2 separate regions of the Mus musculus genome follow, and region 2 is linked to region 1. Evidence: chromatin contacts called from public Hi-C data. All regions are on one chromosome and are shown on one strand. Each heading gives the region's core, a stretch centred on a gene start, on an enhancer-like site or on the middle of the called end of the contact. The rest is flanking DNA. Distances are from core to core; before and after follow the strand shown. Region 1 holds the start of Gadd45g (growth arrest and DNA-damage-inducible 45 gamma). Region 2 holds the start of Txndc15 (thioredoxin domain containing 15).

The links. Hi-C and Micro-C count contacts between places; a contact is called where the count stands out from the background.
Region 2: a Hi-C map of B cells shows a contact between it and region 1, with 7 read pairs. The contact joins the promoter of Txndc15 here to the promoter of Gadd45g in region 1.

Annotation. Positions count from the first base shown.
Region 1 is chr13:51,845,124-51,848,086 of GRCm38.p6, reverse strand. Gadd45g (growth arrest and DNA-damage-inducible 45 gamma) reads right to left here and starts at 1,412. Exons shown (of 4, transcript NM_011817.2): 1 at 1,255-1,412; 2 at 634-735; 3 at 318-531; 4 at 1-218. The coding sequence starts at 1,307. The coding sequence ends at 108.
Region 2 is chr13:55,713,263-55,716,225 of GRCm38.p6, reverse strand. It overlaps Txndc15 (thioredoxin domain containing 15), which reads right to left and starts at 1,576. Exons shown (of 5, transcript NM_175150.3): 1 at 1,382-1,576. The coding sequence starts at 1,448.

The sequences.
Region 1 (2,963 bases), core at 163-2,662:
GCCTGCCAGTCTCCACGCGCACTCGAGCGCCCTCGGAGGGCCACTCCAGAGCCAGCAGCGCGCTAGAGTGTCACCAAGTCGATCAGACCAAGGTCCCTGCCAGGCTGTCACTCGGGAAGGGTGATGCTGGGCACCCAGTCGTTGAAGCTGCGGCTCTCCTCGCAGAACAAACTGAGCTTCTCCAAGGCAGGGTCCTTCCATGTGTCCTCATTAGGATTCTGAATTTAAAAAAAAAAAAAATACATGGGTCAGCCATGCTTGTCGTTGGCCAGGATGGTTTGGGGGACTGGCGTAGGGAAACAGTGGGGGACACTCACCGAAATGAGGATGCAATGCAGGTCTCCCGGCGCGCCCCCCTCTTCGTCGGCGCCCACGATCGCCGCCAGCCTCTGCACGTCTCCCACGCGCACGATATCAATGTCGTTCTCACAGCAGAACGCCTGAATCAACGTGAAATGGATCTGCAGCGCTATGTCGCCCTCATCTTCTTCATCGGCAGCCAGCACGCAAAAGGTCACATTGTCAGGGTCCCTGCAGAGCAGATGGGAAGGACAAGGTCAGAGTCGATGCCACCCCCAGGTCTCCGCGCCGCGCCAACCCCAATCCCTGCACGCGGGGCCTTTCTACACTCACACATTCAGGACTTTGGCGGACTCGTAGACGCCAGCGGTCAGACAGCCCTGGCGCTGCGCCGACAGCAGAAGTTCGTGCAGTGCTTTCCCGGCGCCCTGCATCCTGTGAAAGAACAAGCGCCGTGAGTGGGGACCAGCACGGGGACGCGACGGAGAGATCCCTGCCCTGACCTCCAAGTCCCAGCTGGCCCCTTAGCCTAGACCTGCCTGGCGCCAGCATTCCTGCCTCCCAACTCCAACCTGGCGCCCACACACCAGGATCCCCAGTCCCGACCTGGCGCCCACACACCCGGATCCCCAGTCCCGACCTGACGCCCACACCTCTGGCACCCTAGTCATGATCTGGCGCCCTCATTCCCCATCACCCAGTCTCGACCTGGCGCCTGCACTCCCAGTTCCCTACTTCTGATCTGGCGCCCGTATATCAGGCTCCCCAACTACGATCAGGTGCTGGCACCCCAAACTCTAGCTCTAGACACGAATCGAATGCAGTAATTCTGGTCCCGCGCCTCGGCACCTCACAGCCAGACAGTGCACGGCTCCCACCCTGCAAACTTCTATCCTAGAGGACCCTGTAAGACCACTACCAGACAAGGCCAACTCTCGGCACCCCAAAACCCACCTGGCTGTGCTTTCCGGAACTGTATCCTGGCCACGGACTTCTTCCAGAGTCATTGTGCGATCCACGAACAGCAAGTTATCCAAAAGAGTGCGGAGGGAACCCGAGCGCAGGTAAAGATTCCCAGAGTCCGATGCGCGCCCACCACCAGCGAGTGCGCCAGGCTGGGCCGGGAGAGCCCTTTTATAGACAGGCTCGGCGCGCCGCCGCCAGCTGGCGGGAGGCTGCACTCCCATTGGCCAGCGCCCGCTTTCTGATGCAAATGAGGCGGCAGGCCTGCGGCTCGTGCCAGAAGGCCACGTGGGGAGGGGTGCGGGGGATGACACAGCCTCAAATCTGCCGCTTTTGTCAGGGTGTTACCAGGCAGACTGGAGCCTGCAGATTTCATCTCGCCTTTCTTTTTTTGTAAGTCCTTAAAAGGAAAAAGTTTAAAAAAAAAGTACGTTGTTTGCTGATACGATACTGGAATTTGTAGAATGCACACTTGGAGAATGTAAAAGCCCCCTCTTTTTTTTTTTTTTTTTGCTCTTTTTTTTTTTTTTTTTTTTGCGACCTTTCTAATTTTTCCTCAATTTTCAGTTTGAAGTTTATAGGGTTGTTACATCGAAACCGAAACTTAAAGTCAAAGGTTTGCAACTGCAGCTGACATTAGGCCTAGGCTGCCACTAGGGACTCAGGACTCTGCGCCTTTCGGGGTCGCGGCTGCAAGGTCTAAGCCCTCCCATCCCCCACCCCTACCCCTAGCAGATCGCTGTGGGACGCGGGCAGCAGGGACCAGCAGATTGCTGCCGGCACACGCGGCTCGTTTGCATTTCTATACGGGGCACACAAAAGAGGAGGTCTGGCGTGTGGCAGTTCGCGGTGGGGACAATCGACGCTTTCTCTTTCATAGCAACACTGTCCACCTGCCGCCGGTGGGGTGGGCCGAGCCCCGTCGGGAGCCGGGGTCGCGGGGTTGCCCGGCGCGTGGGGGTCGGAGCAGCGTGCCGCTCCCCCGCCACTGGGTGCGCACCTCTTAGGCTTATTCTGACTGCTGGGATTCTGATGCACGCGTGCTAAGCTCGAGAGTGAGCTGTACACCAAGGCTACTGTGCCCCAAACCCCAGAGGTTCCGGGGTTCAGACTCCGGGAACTCGGCTGTTCCACATTGTTTTTCCCAGGGCGCCGCCTACCGGCCGACCTAGAAAAATCCAGATCCTCTCATCCACCCACCAAATATTGCCTCGCGTTGACCTCTCAGGGGGGTTTGAGCTGGGACACCCCAAGCACCGAGAACCCTGTGCTATTATGCGCATCATTTAGAATCAGGGTAACGCCTGCACCGGGCGCCCGGGCCTGGAGACCGAAAGGAGCCTGCCACCCAGGACCAAGAATCCGTTTGTCTTATGAGAATTTGAAATATTTCAACTACTTAAAAATGTTTCTTCAAGAGGTTCTTTTCTGATAACGTAATAAAATTAGAAGTGATCTTGAGAGCTTTCTGAACTTATCGTTTGTCCCGTGGGACCTGCACATCAGGCTTCCAGACTGCTCGCCCGCAGAACACGACACTGTGGGCGTCTGCGTCTCTCTGTGCTAACACAGAAAAGTGTGCTAGGGGACTTCTGGAGATTCTTGAGTGAAGCCTGGGAGACTGGATAGGGCAAAGGGCGTTCATGAAGCTTGCCAGACTGAGGCAAAACTCACACACACCCACACACCCACCCACACAC
Region 2 (2,963 bases), core at 327-2,826, 3.9 Mb before region 1:
GCTGCTTTCTGGTCAGGAACACCACAGGCCTGTAATAAACACTGATGGAGGGTGCCGAGACTTATTACAACACTCTGACCCCATTCTCTGCTTGTTCCAGTGCCTTCTTTTTGAGAAAGAAGTCTAGAGAGCCAACTATTCCATATATCATCTTTTTTTTTTTTTTTTTTTTTTTTTTGGTTTTTCGAGACAGGGTTTCTCTGTACAGCCCCGGCTGTCCTGGAACTCACTTTGTAGACCAGGCTGGCCTCGAACTCAGAAATCCGACTGCCTCTGCCTCCCAAATGCTGGGATTAAAGGTGTGCACCACCACTGCCCCACTTACATCTTCATTTTAAAGGCTAGTGATTAAATAGATTGAAAATTTCAATTTTTGGCTGTGAGATCTGACAGACACTGGCTTCCATCTCAGGCCCTCATCTATGGCTGCATAATATTGAAAGAGGATTTAGGTCCTGAGTCTCAGTTCCAGGTTGGGCATCCCTAAATGGAAACAGCCCTAGGCAGGCAGGAGGATTGGGGGGAGGGGGGGTCGGTCTGAGCTGTCTCAAAACAAAGGACAATAGCAACAAAAAATGTTTGATGTAAATCAGGCAGTGGTGGAATTTAATCCCAGCACTCGGGAGGCAGAGACAAGCAGATCTCTTGATCTCTGGCCTACAGAGTAATTTCTAGGACAGCCAGGTTCCAGAGAGAAACATTGTCTCAAAAAAATACTAACTAATCAACTAAAAATAAATAAATGAATCCAAAAGAAAAGAAAGAAAGAAATGGTCTTTTAATAGGAGTGGATAAAAGAGCCATGAACTAAGAAGGCCTCTCTCTGCTCCCCACTCTAGCACAGAGTGGCTCCTTTACCCACTTAAAGGGGTCCCCACATAAACACGGGCCCCAGGAATCTGATGTTGGTTTTTGGTGTTTTCTTCAGACAGATCCCAACTAATCTAGAGTGGCCACTTTCAAACAGTGGCCCAGCAAGAGCGAACTCCAGCGTGAACTTTGAAGTCGGAGAGACCTCAGGCTCTGATATTACTACTAAGTGCGAACAGGCAAATAGCTTATTCCCTCCGAGCCTCCTCGTCTCCAGCCTGTGAAATGAAGGTATTAACGGAAGCAGTCTCCCGCGGCGGCTGGAAGGACTGGAGGAGATCTGAGCTCTGGGATTCTAATCAGGACACAACAAAAGTCAGGTGTCTGCGTTTGACGGCTGATCATAAAGTGCGCATCGCAGAGGGTATCGGGCCAGGCCCGCCGAGGGGCCTGGGCAGGCTCGGCCTCCGCCGCCCAGCACCCCCACCGCCACGCACCGTCCCGCACCGCCCGCGGGTGGCAGCGCGTCGCCCCACGCAGCCGCCTTCGCCGGACCCCGATCCGCACTCACCCTCCAGGCCGTGGGCCGGAAGGCCCAGCACCCACAGCAGGACTTGCCACCAGCAGAGGAGTTGCATGGCGCGCGACAGGGAGCCGCGGCGACAGCCACCGCGGTGGAAGAAAATCGGCGCACCGGCAACCGGAGTCGCACCCCCCGCCCCAGGGAGACTACGGGGAGGAGAGCCCAGAGCGCAGGCGTGGCCGCGGGCCGCCATCTTGACTCCTGGCCGACGCTGCAGACGCCATCTTGGAGTCGGGCGGTCGGCCTCTAGCCAGGCCTGTGCGACCTGTACTGGAAGCCGCTTTTGGGGAACAAGTATCAAAGTAGGATTCGAGCAGCCATCAATAGCCATTCCCATGAGAACTCCTCGCTGCTTGCGACACGTACTGAACCTGTGTGCGGAGTTAATACCTTTCATTTCAAGAGACAAAAAGGCCAAGAAACTTGTGCACAATGGAGGAGGGACAGAACCTTGGGAAATCACAGATAGTCTGATGTATTACTTCAGCATGTTGCACTAGCTTGTGTTGCCAGACAGAGGATAGATCCAGTTAAATTTGAACTTCGCGGGCTGGTGAGATGGCTCAGTGGGTAAGAGCACCCGACTGCTCTTCCGAAGGTCCGAAGACTGAAGTTTTAAAAAAAAAAAAAAAATTTGAACTTCGCATAACTGCTGTATGTGTGTATGTAACTGTCTATCCTATAATTTGCTACTTCTGGCAAATTGGTTGGTTGGTTTTAACACTGGGACTCCTAAGATAATGACACTTAGGGGGGCTGGAGAGATGGCTCAGCAGTTAAGAGCAATGACTGCTCTTCAAGAGGTCCTGAATTCAAATCCCAGCAACCACATGGTGGCTCACAACCATCCATAATGAGATCTGATGCCCTCTTCTGGCAGGAGAATTACTGTGGGTTCCAAGCCAGTCTGGGCTACATCATGAATTCCAGAACTGGCCTGGGCTTCAGAATGAGACCTTGTCTCAAAAATGAGAGGTGGGAAAAGGAAGGAGAAAAGAGTGGAGGGGAAGGGAGTTGAAGAGATGAGAGCAGAAAGGGGGAGGGGAGAGGGGAAGATAACTTTGAGATTAAGAGTACATACTGCTCTCGAAGAAGGCCAAGGGTTATGAACCAAAGGTCTTGGCAATCTGAGTCAAGACGCTGTAATACTTAGTAACTTAGTAGCTGGGTACTAGTCCACTGTCACTCAAACTCCAAAGCATGTGCCTCTAACCTGAGTACTTAAGTCCTGTAAGTGTCTGGCATTTAAAGCTCAGAGCCTGAGCCTGGAGGAGTGACTCACTCATTAAGAACACAGGACCAGGGTTTGATCTCCAGCACCCACATGGCAGCTCACAGCCTTCTTCACCTCCAGCTCCTAGGATCCAGTACTGCCTCCATCAGTACCATACTGTGCACACATATATACAAGCAAGCAAAGCACCCAGAAACATAAAATGTAAATAATTTTTATTTAAATAAAAAATTTTAATAAAAGTTTAATTTTTACTACAATCTTGACAAAATGGGAAATTACGGTCATCTGAGGAGGGAACCTCAACTGAGAAAATGCCTCCATATGGTGGGGCTG